2 separate regions of the Danio rerio genome follow, and region 2 is linked to region 1. A link is a contact called in public Micro-C data. All regions are on one chromosome and are shown on one strand. Each heading gives the region's core, a stretch centred on a gene start, on an enhancer-like site or on the middle of the called end of the contact. The rest is flanking DNA. Distances are from core to core; before and after follow the strand shown. Region 1 holds the start of kifap3b (kinesin-associated protein 3b). Region 2 overlaps niban1b (niban apoptosis regulator 1b).

Region 1 (7,229 bases), core at 2,565-5,064:
GTTGAAACAGGGCTGGAACTAAATTCTGCAGTGTTGCAGCCCTCCAGGAATTGAGTTTGACACCCCTGGTCTAGAATTTTCTTTTTTTGATTTAGGTAGGAATATTGAATGCATTGCCACAACAAAGAAATTTATCATCCTGTTTTAAAGAGAAAATAAGTGCTAGATATAATTTTTTAGCAACTAGGTAGCCCTTAATAAAAAAGAAATAAAAAATAAAAAATTGGAAACTGGAAAGTGCAGTGTACAAAAGTAATAAGCTCCCCTGAGTTAATGCTTTGTGAAACCCCTATTTTGCTGACATTACAGCTGTAAGTCTTTTAAGGTATGTCTTTACCAGTTTTGCACATCCGAGACTGAAATCTTTGCCCATTCTTCCTTCCAAAATAATTGAAGCTAAGTCAGATTAGATGGAGAGATTGTAAAAAAAATTGAACTCATGTAGAATTTTCTGTCTACTTCACATTTTTTTGTCACTTTGCGTTGGTCTTTCACATATTGTAATGTGAGAAAATGTGTAAAGATTCAAGGGGCATGAATACTTTTGCAAGCCTTTATATACAGTTTAATTCAGAATTATTAGCCCCCCTTCAATTTTTTTTCTTTTTTATATATTTCCCAAATGATGTTTAACAGAGCAAGGAAATTTTCACATTATGTCTGATAATATTTTTTCTTCTGGAGAAAGTCTTATTTGTTTTATTTCGGCTAGAATAAAAGCGGTTATTAATTTTTTAAACGACATTTTAAGGACAAAATTATTAGCCCCTTTAAGCTATATATTTTTGGTAGTCTATAGAACTGCCTATATAACTTAATTAACCTAGTTAGGCCTTTAAATGTCACTTTAAGATGTATAGAAGTGTCTTAAAAATATCTTGTAAAATATTATTTACTGATAAAATTAATCAGTTATTAGAAATTAGTCATTAAAACTATTATGTTTAGAAATGTGTTGAAAAAATAACTTCTCTCTATCAAACAGAAATTGGGGAAAAAATAAACAGGGGGTCTAATAATTCAGGGGGGCTAATAATTCAGGGGGGCTAATAATTCAACTGTATATGATGACCATAGCTAAGGTAGGACATTCAGTTACTGTGAGTGAGATAGTGGCAAAAAAAGATCTTTATATTTTATGGGAATGTTCTGATTATTATAATCAAATCTTTGATGAGTGTGTTTTGCCCAGGTTTTGGTTGGTCATAGATTAATAGTAAAAAGAAAAAAAAAAACTTTCAGTAAGTTCTGTGGTGAGGAGTGAATCACTGAATCATTAACTTTAACAGTGTGTTATTAATGGCAGATTATATATACAGTTTAAGTCAGAATTATTATTATTATTATTGGAAAATATGTTTAAAAAGAAAAAACATCAAAAGGGGGCTAAAATTCTGACTTCAACTGTATAACTTCTATATATAAACAGCATGTGAAAAAATAATTTTGGCAAAAACAAAAAACTACAGACAACTGATGAATGTACGTTCAGATCACACACACATCAATATAATATGAATAAAAATTGTTTTTAATAGTTGCAATGTGATTAATGTATATGTAAAGTATAAATATGCAATTTGAATGGAGCCTGTGATTTTAAGAATGAGTCAATGAGTCACTGACTTAAATAATTAGTTTAAAAGCAGATTTGTTCAGGAAAGTACAGTATTTGTTTTAGATTCATTCCGTCATTTAAGCGTAATGTAGGCAAATTCCATATATGGACATATTCCTACACTATAGTAAAGTACTTGAATTCATTTGTTGTGGCAATTCTACAGTTTTGCGACACTGTGGCTCAGGTTAGCACTGTCGCCTCACAGCAAGAAGGTCTGTTTCCCTGGTTTCCCCCACTAGACCTACATGCGAGGTGAATTGGGTTGGCTAAATTGTAAAAAGTGTATGTGTGTGTATGGGTATTTCCCAGTGCTGGGTTGCGGCTGGAAGGGCATCCACTGTGTAAAACATATGCTGAATAAGTTAGGTGTTTATTTTGCTGTGGCGACCCCAGATTAATAAATGGGACTAAACCAAAAGAAAATGTATTAACGAAAAATTAAAAAACTACAATGACAACACTGTGATTGTAATTACACACTAATAAAATAATTAATTTAGAGGTTGCAATGTAACTCTTAATAGGCAATTTCATATGCAGGCTCTGTTTTAAGAATGAGTAAGTTAATCACTGGCTTAAATCATTTGTTCAAAAGCAGATTCATTCAGGAATGTATTTGTTCGTATGTAATGTAATGTAGGTTTCTTCAACTATGATATATTATTACAATACTACAACAGACAACAGTTTGCAGAAGTACAAATTAACGTATACTTTAAGTATTTACATTACATTTAACAGACAATTTATCTAAAGTTACTTACACCCGTGAACACACACCGACCTATTAATACTAATATGCTGTAACAAATAAACATTAACAAAGATTTGGAAATACTACAATAAATACAGGCGATCACTTTATAGCAACACTAGTCGCTGGTTCGAGCCTCAGCTGGGTGAGTTGGCATTTCTGTGTGGAGTTTGCATGTTCTCCCTGTGTTCACGTGGGTTTCCTCCGGGTGCTCTGGTTTCCCCCACAAGTCCAAAGACATGTGCTATAGAATTATAAGCTAAACTGTCTGTGGTGTGAGAGTAAATGAGAGTGTATAGGTGTTTCCCAGTGATGGGTTACAACTGGAAGGGCATCCGTCGCGTAAAACATGTGCTGGGTAAGTTGGCGGTTCATTCCGTTGTGGCGACCCCTGATTAATAAAGGGACTAAGCCAAAAAAAATTAACAAATAAATGAAAAAATGACAATAAATACAGTATACAACATGTTGCTATAGGATGGTTCACAAACACTACAGAATTTGCAATACATTATTGTATTATTTTGGTACGCTCGAGCAATAAATTACTTCAATAGTTCAAATTTTGTTCGAACTGATGTTTTACAGAGTAAATGTTTTCTATAAATCATGATTAAAATATTTAATTAATTATTAAATTAATGAATAAATGAGTTTAATGGAGCAGTTGAACATGTGTTTGTTTGTTTGTTTGTTTGTTTGTTTGTTTGTTTGTTTGTTTGTTTGTTTGTTTGTTTGTTTTGAGTGACTTCCAGAGAAGAAAATATTGAATGATGCGAGTAAAAACTGTACACTATTAACTTCTTTGAACACTCTAATCTAACTCTAAAGATACAATTACTGCAATTACGTCAATACAACAACCTTTAAGAAACGAAATAAACACAATTTTCCTCCTAGAGGGAAATATTATTGGAATTAAAAAATTATTGATATTAATTGGAAAGCTATCTGGTCAAACCCCTTAAATTTTGCCTTTTAAATAAGGTTCAAGAAGTGCACTTCAAAATACTTTACAAAATGTATCCTTGCAAAGTAACTTTATCTAAATTTATGGATATTGATAATACTTGCACAATTTGTAATATACATAGGGAAGACTTATCTCATCTTTTCTATAACTGTGATGTTTCTCTTAAATTTTGGAATGTTTTTTTTCTTACAGCATTTTTAATACTCTTTTTTTTATCTCTTTTCCTCCCACCTGTTAAGTTTTTGCTTCATTATTATTTCTGATTGTGTTTTTGCAATTCCTGTATGTTCCTAGATATAGCTCATGACTGAATTTGTATTATTACTTTATGTAATGTTTCAAAGCTTATAATAAAAAATGTAAAGTAAAAAAATCAAAATCAAAAAAATAAACAAACCTTTATTTTAATCCAGTCAACGTCCTCCTCATCCTTCTCCGGGCCTGCAGGTGGCGACGGCGCGCAGCTCCGGCTTCTGTGCGTCCGCGAGCCGTCAGCTGTGACCGCGGATCAGGGAGAGCCTAGCGGATGAGAGATGCTTTGATTCTTATTCATGACAACAATTTGAAGATCAGCCAAAAATATATCTCGCTCCTTCACATGACCGGGATAAAATGCAGCCGGACGAGACGCAGTATTTACAACGGTAAGCAGCGACTGCATTCGGCTTGAATTAACGTAACATCACAGAATGACAGCCTTTATGTTGAGTCAGTATGTCTGTTTATTTAGAAAGAGACACTGCAGATAATACGCTTGTATCATATTATATGTGCTAACCCTTGCTGGTTTAATTTCCATCGAATTATTTTATTATAATATCTATAGTCGTGTATAAATCTGGGTCAAATACATCCGCTCCACTTGCTGATGGGCGTGGCCTACAGAAAGCGTCCCGTTATGATGCCAGTTACTGTAGTATTTTTGGGCGCGTCCCAAGTCAGATGCACATGTGATGTAATCTTACAAATGCTGTTTATGCTTAGCAGCTCTCTAAAGGGTTTGAGACACAGCCTGTAGTTAAGGCAAGACACTGCAGAATAGCATCTAATGCTTACACAAATGATTGATCAAATTATAATTGGGACTTGGGGAGCTGCACATCGATGAATTTGTTCTTCAGTGTTTGAACTTTCAGCGGTGAAAATCACACTACACTGAACTGAACTGAACTGAACTTCAATCTGAAAACTGCACTGACACAATTTCTATTTACTACAACCCCTGGCAAAAAGTATGGAATGGCCACTCTTGATAGATGTTCATTCAAATGTTTAGTTGTGTAGAAAAACAAACCAAACACAGACATGCCACAAAACTATTTTCATTAAACAATCTAACCTTTTGGCTGTATGCAACACTTAAAAAAAGTCAATTACAACTGTTTTTACAGATCAAGGTCAGAAAACAAATATGGAATTACAAAAATCTGATGAAAATGATAAGGAATCACCAAATAAAAAGCACCACTAATACTTTATTGCGCCATCTCTGACTTTTTTTGTAGCTTGAATTATCTGAGGCATGGATTAAGTATTCTTCATCAGTCTGTCTCCAACTTTTTCTTATTGCAGTTGCCAGATCAGCTTTGCAGTTTGGAGCTTGTGATGGACTATTTTCTTTAATTTCCACCACAGATTTTCAATTAAATTGAGGTCTGGACTATTTGCAGGCCATCCCATTGACATTTTTTGTCTTTCCTTATGTGAATTCAATTATATTTTTATTTCTATAGCGCTTTTACAATGTACACTCAAAAAATTCTGTTTGCTGTTTTTTCAAACTACTTATTTATAATGAGCTAAAATGTAAGAAAATGAGCTGCTTAAAAGGAGATTTGGGAACAAACACACATTTTGAGTTCCATGCATTTGAGAAAATAGCCTTTAAAAGTAGGGCTGCACGATTTGGAGAAGAAATCTAATTGAGATTTATTCATTCATTCATTTTCTTGTCGGCTTAGTCCCTTTAATAATCCGGGGTCACCACAGCAGAATGAACCACCAACTTATCCAACCAGTTTTTACACAGCGGATGCCCATCAGCTTAAACCCATCTTTGGGAAACATCCACACACACATTCACACACACACTCATACACTACGGAAAATTTTGCCTACCCAATTCACCTGTACTGCATGTCTTTGACTGTGGGGGAAAGCGGAGCACCCGGAGGAAACCTATGCGAATGCAGGGAGAACACGCAAACTCCACACAGAAACGCCAACTGAGCCGAGGCTCAAACCAGAGATCCAGCAACCTTCTTGCTGTGAGGCGACAGCACTACCTAGTGCGCCACTGCTTTGCCCTAATTGGATTTATCTGATCAAAATTGTGATTTGCAATTTAAAATGTGATATACTTAAATTTCATTAAAAAAAACTGCAGGTTTGATGTGGTTTTAACGGCACCAAAAAAAGACCTAGCATAATCCCAAAGTATGCGACACTATGATAATGTTCATTTAAAACCATTTTTTTTCCCAGTAAAGTAGTCAGATGTCATGACAAATTAAGAAAACAACATTCTAAAAAATTATGTGAATTCAGTTATTATTCCTCTTTATTTCTATAGCACTTTTACAATGTACACTCAAAAATTAAGTTTACTGTTTGTTTTAAATGAGCTAAAACAAGACAATTCTTGACTTTTTTTGGGACAGCTTAATTGTTTATGTTTAATCTACTTAAATATGTATTAAACTACTCAGCTAACTTAATTCTTTCATGTTGCCTCAACACAAATTGATTGTGTGGAACCCAACATTTTTTTACAGTGTAGATTGTGTCAAAGCAGCTTAACGCAGAAGATTATAGTAATCTATCGTATATGTCATCATCACCAAACATCCTTTCAATTGATAGAATAAGAAAAGTACCCAAAATCTCAATATAAACTTGTGCATTTATAGAGGATGTAATGACTGCTATCTCTCCCATACCTTTACCTGACATACTTCCCCATATTCTTAATGATGTAGGACATTTGCATGTTTTCTTCAGGCAGTTGTCATTGTACATTTTATTGGAACGGCACCAAAGATTAACCTTCTTTCAGAAGTTTGATAATCCTCTCCTTTGTTTTAACTGACAAGCACTTTTTTTTTAACTGCAGACTAGTTAGCAGTGGTTATCAGATAAGGTTGTATGATTTAAAACTGCAAAGTGCATGATGATTCCATATCATTTTCCTCAGATTTTTGTGATTCCATATTTGTTTCCTCTGCTTGATCTGTAAAAACAATTGTAATTGACTACAAAGTTCTTTCATTTTTCTTTTTTAAGTGTTTCATACAGACAGGATTGTTGACATCTTCCAAGAGTGGTGATTCAGTACTTTTTGCCAGGGGTTGAAGATCTTTCATGTTAAGCTGCTTTGACACAATCCACATTGTAAAAGCACGATAAAGATAAATGTAATTGCATTGAATTGAATTGGGCAACACGGTGGCACAGTAGGTAGCCCTCTCCCCTCACAGCAAGAAGGTCGCTGGTTTGAGTCTCGGCAGGGTCAGTTGGCATTTCTGTGAGGAGTTTGCATGTACTCCCCGTGTTTGTGTGGGTTTCCTCCAGGTGCTCTGGTTTCCCCCACAAGCCCAAAGACATGTAGTTCAGGTGAATTGGGTGAGCTAAATTGGCCGTAGTGTACTGTACATAATGTGTGTGAATGAGCGTGTGTGTGTGGATGTTTCCCAGTGATGGGTTGCAGCTGGAAGGGCATCCGCTGTGTAATATACTTCTTGGTAAGTTGCCGGTTCATTCCACTGTGGCAACCCTGGATTAATATGAACTTTCAAAACTGACTAGTACATGAAAAAGCAGTGTTTTTGCCTACACTGATTCAGTCTAATTCTACCCACACTGTCACATCTAATCTTGATCTC
Region 2 (7,091 bases), core at 1,168-3,667, 74 kb after region 1:
TAGGCTAGAATAAAAACAGTTTTTAATTTTTAAACCATTTTAAGGTCAATATTATTATCTCCTTTAAGCTGTATTTTTTCAGATAGTCTACAGAACATACCATCATTATACAATCACTTGCCTAATTTCCCTAGTTAAGCCTTTAAATGTCACTTTAAGCTGTATGGAAGTGTCTTAAAAATATCTAGTCAAAAATGATTTACTGTCATCATGGCAAAGATAAAATAAATGAGTTATTAAGTTGAAAAAATCTTTCAGACATTGAGAGAAACAGGCATTGGGGAAAAAATAAACAGGGGGAGCTAATAATTCAGGGGGCTAAAAATTCTGTACAATGTTATTAGCCCTCCAGTGAAACTTAAATTCCCAAGTGCTGTTTAATCAAGTTTAATCATTTTTCCTGCATTTTTAAACTTAAAAAAATTGTTTTAGTAATTTATAAAAGTTTGTCTTAGCCATAATAACAGAACATAATATTTTACTACTTATTTTTGGAAGATACTTGTATTCAGTCTAAGGTGCCATTTAAAGACTTAACTAGATTTATTAGGCAAGTTCGATTAATTAGGCAAGTCATTAGCCAATCAAAAAAAATACCCTTAGTATAAAGTGACCTTAGCAGCTCAAAAAAAAATGTGTGTGTGTGTGTGTATGTACATATGTATATACGTGTGTGTGTGTGTGTGTGTGTGTGTGTGTGTGTGTGTGTGTGTGTGTGTGTGTGTGTGTGTGTGTGTGTGTGTGTATACACACGCTACAGATGAAAAGTTTAGGGAAATGAAATTAAAAGGATTCTGTTCAACAAGGTGACGTTTATTGAACATATTTTTTTAATTGTTAAATATTTATTACAATTTTGAATAACTACTTTCTTATTGTATGTAATTTCAAATGACATTATTACTCCAGTCATTATTGTTTTCATTACTATTACCATTAATAATAATAATTATTATTATTATTATAATTTAAAAAAAACATAATTGTTAGAGTGATTTCTGAAGGATCATGTGACTGAAGACTGGAGTAATGAAGCTGAAAATTCCTCTTTAAAATCACTGGAATAAATTATTAAATTAAATGATAAACTACTTTTAAAGAGTTATTTAATAGTGCAATAACATTTTACAATTTTACCATTTATACTGTATTTTTGATTAAATAAATGCAGCTTTGGTGAGCAGAAGCTTATTTTAAAACATTTAAAAATCCTCCTGACCCCAAACTTTTTTGCGTGTGTGTGTTTTTGTGTGTGTGTGTGTGTGTGTGTGTGTGTGTGTGTGTGTGTGTGTGTGTGTGTGTGTGTGTGTGTGTGTGTGTGTGTGTGTGTGTGTGTGTGTGTGTGTGTGTGTGTGTGTGTGTGTGTGTGTGTGTGTGTGTGTGTGTGTGTGTGTGTGTGTGTGTGTTGTCCTTAGTATTTTCCCCCCATACTATGGAAGTCAAGACTTTTAGCTTAGCATAAATCATTGAATTGGATAAGACCATTAACATTTCATTCAAAAAAAAAAAAAAAAATATATATATATATATATATTTTCCTTCCTTCCTTTTTTTTTATTGGAGCCAAACAAAAGAAAAAAGTGTTTGCGAGCGAAAAATTTATAATTTTGCCAAGATTTACAAGGACATTGACTAAAATATCATTCACTGTATATTGAGATTAACATTAACAAATTAATGATCAAAGTATAACACTAAAGTACTTTTTTTTATTTTATTCATTCAAACATTGCATTATCTATCAAACTACTATGATTTACCCCTTGTCAGTCGTAGTCATTTTAATTATAATACAATTTAGTATTATCTTTTATACATTTTTAAAAGTACAGGTCAGAATAAGTGTTGACTAATTTTTCCATTCATGTATCCGTTACGATGAATGTTGATTATTTCAGTCTTTTTTTAAAGCATTAAATACATGAATTTAACATTCTTTCTATGTACATTTGTCGATTTAATTTGATGGAGACACCGGATTGAAATGTCCCATCTTTGACCCATATATATATATAGCTTTAATTTATTTCTATTATTGTTAATTGTTGTTAATATGATGCAAGATAATATTAAAAAAGAGAGTGAATTCTGTTTACACAGGCACTTGTTTGCTATGCAGGTCAAAGTATATAAAATGTCAATGATAATGAAATGTAAAAAATAACACTGTAGTTGCATTAGTTAGCAGAGCTGGATGGTTTTCTAGAATCTTCTCATCCAAGCATGGTTAAGGCAGGTTTTCGGCACAGGGTCTCACCGTCTCCTCCACCTCGATGACCTCCATGATAAGATCTCTGATGCTCTGCACACCGTCAGCGCTTTCCTCTTCTGGATCTGCTGAAACGCTGCACTTCTCCACCACATCTGCTGCTAAAGCAACAGCGCCGCCTACTGGAACATCACAGTCAAGGGGAGAAACAGGACTGACTTGTGTGTCATTTCCGTCCTCCTCGCTAGAAGGCGCTGCTTCAACACTCACAATCTTCTCCACAGTTTCTTCAACGGGTCCATCAGGTTGGACACATTTGGTTTCAGACTGTGAAGAACTTGCCTCTTCCTCTACATTTCCATTTTCAGATGCATCAACGAAAGGAACAGGACTTTCTGTGTTTGTAGAATTAAGATAAACCGCTCGGTCTGAGCTAACAGATCCATCTTCATCCTTTACTTTAGATGAAGTCGACTCGGGTTGAGAAGATGACGACTCCTCAGCTGGTGAGACATTTGCAGGTTCGCTTGAGGAAACTTCTGGAATGAGAGATGATGAACTGTTGAGTAATGTTGGCGGGAGATCTGCTTGAGGTGTTTCAGGTGTGATCTTCAGCACTGGAATGACTGTGGTCTGCTGGGAGATTTGGTGGATCATAAGCTCTGGCTGTCGAGAGGGGGTCACCGAGGCCTGCACTGGTGGTGGGCTTGATGGAGCAGAGAGCGGCGGCGTCCGGCTGTCCGCCAGACTGCTTTGACTTACACACTGCAGGTCAGTGCTGTCAGCAAACAGGTTGTTCTTCTTCAGACTGGCTGCTTCCTTTACCACTGTAAACACAAAGTAGACATATTGATAGATGTTACATATTTACATAAATACGGCAGGTAAAATAAGTATTGGCATGATTTGTCGAGGTAAATATTTTTCTAAAGTAGCTGTTGACATAAAAATTGACCCAGACTTTTTTAAAACTTAAACAATAAAAAAAAAATCTGAAAAATGTGTAATAGCAATGGAGTGACATGATGAGGAGAAATGACTGATCTATTGAAATATTTTAGGGTTTTTTTGTTAACTGCACAGCTGTTTTTTTTCCTCCAAGTCTAAAATTCTTGACGTTTCTGTGGGTCTCTTCTATAAAATCTCATCTTTAGTTCTTATATTATATTGGATTCAGATCATGTGATTGGCTGGGCCATTCTTGTAGCTTTGTTTTCTTTTCTGAAAGCAGTTGAGTTTTCATTGCTGTAATCGAGATCATTGTCTTGCTGAAATGTCGACACTGGTTTTATCTTCATCATATGGTAATGTAGGTGTTTTGACTGAGGCAGCTAATGTTTATTTACACTGGCGAGGAGCAGGGCTGCTGTATAACTACAGAGAGTATCCAGCTGCTGTCTGGGCTTTCCATGACTTTTTACAACCCACTTTCTTCATGTGTTCAATACTTTTTAACTTTATTAAAATTTATTATGCATAACTTAATTTGTAAATTAATTAGTTTTGTTTTCTGTGTACGTAGGTATTATTTTGGTTGTTACTAACAGCTAGTGAAAATTTCATATCAACAGCACCTTTAGAAATATGTTTTCTGAGAAAACTGGTGGCATGTTCAATACTTATTTTCCCTGCTATCGACACTTTATCACATATCAGATTATATCTGGTACAGTATTATAGTAGTATAAGTGTTCTGAGCGAAAATGTTGATGGGATATTTCCCCAACATTGAATTACAATCAGGTGGCGCAGTAGGTAGTGCTGTCGCCTCACAGCAAGAAGGTCACTGGTTAGAGCCTCGACTGGGTCTGTTGGTGTTTCTGTGTGGAATTTGCATGTTCTCCCTGCGTTTGTGTGGGTTTTCTCCGGGTGCTCCGGTTTTCCCCACAGTCCAAAGACATGCGGTACAGGTGAATTGGGTAGGCTAAATTGTCTGTAGTGTATGTGTGTGAATAAGGGTATGGATGTTTCCCAGAGATGGGTTGCAGCTGGAAGGGCATCCACTTCGTAAAACATATGCTGGATAAGTTGGCGGTTCATTCCACTGTGGTGACCCCTGATTAATAAAGGGACTAAGCCGAAAAGAAAATAAATGAATTACAATCATTTACCCTCTATTATATTACAATCATTTAATATAATTTACTCACATCTTAAATGTGTCGTCTTCGTTTCAATTGAATTTATATTTTATTTAATTTCATGCATTTTTCACTGATGAAGTGGTAATCTCAATGTGTAGACTTCAGAGTTTTCATTTTATGCAAAAGCAAAAAGTTTTTCCCTTTAATTTAAATAATTCATTAACTATTTATTCATGTCAATTATGAAAGCAACACAATTACACTTTTAAGCTGTTTCAAGCACTTTATCCTAAATCAATGCATTTTCCGAGTCTTGAAAACACTAGATTACAATTCTAGCACTTTTACTGAATGCCAGCACCCATATGAACCCTGCAAATGGCTTCAATACTTTACCTTTGTTAACTTCATTGTTTAAGAGGTTGAGCAGTATGTTCTCATAGATGTTCTCCACTTGAACAAAGTTTGTGTAATCAGCAAAGACAAACTGTTCGAAATTCTGCAGCTCCTGTCAGAGAGAAAAATACTATTTAGACAAACGTATTACTAATAATCTGTAGCAACCCTTTATTTGAGCTGTTAATCGAACATTGTGTTAAGGCTGATTAATTCTAAATTAATTACTAAATGAGTTCACAGGAACAAAATCATGTCATACACAAATAAAAATATATAATATAGTAATATAAAGTAAATACTGTAGTGTTTTATAACCATCATATATGTGTCTAAAAATGCAATAATATTACACAGTGTGACTGGCACACAATCCCTGTGCAAGCAGGTGGTCACATTGAAAGTTACCTAGCTGGGGACTATTTTCAGGTCCTGCAAAACATCATCATCCATGGTACACCAGCAAACTTTCTTTATTATTACACTGAAATGAGAATATAGTTCCTAGCCATATCAACCTAGAAAAGAGCAGCTTTTTATTTTTCATGGGTCTTAGTACACTTTAAAACAGTCAAGCTTTAAATAGGACCATTATCTAAAAATTTTTTATCTCCATTTCATTTTTGTGCAAGATGCTAATGGTCTAATTCAGGGGTGCCCAAACTTTTTCGTATGAAGGGCCAAAAAACAAATATTATTGAGAGCTGTGGGCTGAAGATAAATATACCAAACTATTTTACATTGTATGGGTAATTTCCTAATTGATTTTATAATATTTATAAATAAATAGAAAACATTACTTTGAATCATATTACCTAATGCAGAATATTTTTTTTAATTATAACTTGCAATAAAATGCATTAAAAACAATCACATTTATTACAGTAATGTTCAATGTGGAAAACACTATTCGAGCAGAATCTGCCTTTGCCTTTTTTTATTCACCAAGTCTCTTCGTTGTCCTCTATCCAACGGATGCCCATATGCACATTTTGAACTAAATGTGATTCATTAAAACTATTTAAAACATCTAATTTCAGTAAGCTTTCTTTGTAGCTTAACTATAAAACGAACAAATAAAAGGTTACATCAAATTTTAAACAACAAATCTCTTAACCATCCCTATCATTCTCCCTTTCTTCTCAGATGGGATGGTGGGCCAAATCAAAGGTTACCATGGGCCAACTTTGACCCACGGGCCCTATAGTTTGGCATCTCTGGTCTAATCTGATTTGATTATTCTATGCTAAGCTAAAATAAAAGTGCTCCTGCCAGACTTGGAAGATGGAGTAGTTAATGAGCCTTTTCTTAAAAAACTGGAGTGTTCATTTAAGTAAGAGGGTGTATTGTCTAAGTGTTCAGGGGAATATCTTTAAGAGATAAATTGAACGTACAGTTTTGCAGGCAGGGGCCAGACTCCTCTTGATGGCTGGCAGAGTGATGTCAACAAGAGCCTCCTGGAAAATCTTCTTCCTCACTGTGCTGCTGTCATAGTCAAATTGCTGATGAGAATAAAGAGATTCATGACAATATTTTATTTATTAGAATTATTTTATTATTAAGATCATGTTCAATTGCTGGTGAATATATTCTGAGGCCAACCTTCAGGACGCGGAGCTTGGCTTTCTCCATAACCGATGCCTGTTTGTCAGGTTTATCCTTTAAAGCAGACTGGAGCAGCAGCTCAAACGTGTACACAGCATTCTCCATCAACTAAACAGTTTGAGGGGTGAAAAAAAAATCAACAGACATGCTTCAGTTCATTTCAACTCCCTTGACCTGTAGGGGGAACCAAAGATCATGACAAAATGAAGCAATGCTCTCCGCTGACTTCATTTTTGGTGGAGCAGTCTGTGACACAACTAATTCCAGTAGTCGTTTTTTTTCCTCTACTGAGCTCTAGAAAAGATTTATGTGATTACAATTGAGTCAGAGCGCCAGTTTCATTACATGAACATAAAACATCTAAAAGCCCCACCAAGTTTAACCAACGCCCAGTCAAGAGCACGAAACACACCCACCTGCTGCATCTGACCCTGTGTGCAGTGAACCACTCGAGACGAGTTGGAGAACTTGAAGCGGTTGCGCAGTTCCTGGAGCTGCTCCTTCAGGACGTTCACATGCTGGTAACAGTCCTCCATCCGGTCACGACCCACCTGCTGCAGAGCCTTCACACGGACAAGAATGACTCATGAGAACCCGAGAGCGAGTTTCTAAGATCAGATGATCCTTATTCCAACATGATCTAATCACTGCTGTCCAGCACTCTGCTCTCTGAGGATAAACTGACCTGATTTGCTTCAAGTGCTGTTTAATAGCCCTGGCCAGGAAAAGTTGAAGTCAGCAGATAAGTACGCACTTTTCTGTCTCTTAGGATTCTCAGATGTCCAGGTCATTGGGTT

What was found. Hi-C and Micro-C count contacts between places; a contact is called where the count stands out from the background.
Region 2: a contact with region 1 is called in a Micro-C map of caudal fin, with 4 times the contacts expected there. The contact joins the enhancer-like site here to the promoter of kifap3b in region 1. A contact is called at or near these places in 2 of 18 Hi-C or Micro-C datasets (caudal fin and an unstated tissue).

The regions. Positions count from the first base shown.
Region 1 is chr2:26,548,696-26,555,924 of GRCz12tu, forward strand. It overlaps kifap3b (kinesin-associated protein 3b), which reads left to right and starts at 3,815. Exons shown (of 20, transcript NM_001144045.1): 1 at 3,815-3,992. The coding sequence starts at 3,961.
Region 2 is chr2:26,623,679-26,630,769 of GRCz12tu, forward strand. It overlaps niban1b (niban apoptosis regulator 1b), which reads right to left. Exons shown (of 14, transcript XM_684820.9): 10 at 6,711-6,857; 11 at 6,292-6,402; 12 at 6,084-6,191; 13 at 4,690-4,801; 14 at 1,693-3,036. The coding sequence ends at 2,228. Among named protein-coding and RNA genes, the nearest start is that of niban1b, 52 kb to the right of the region's middle. Within about 2 kb of position 2,418, at least 4 of the 62 cell types and tissues checked have an H3K27ac peak or open chromatin away from gene starts, as enhancers often do.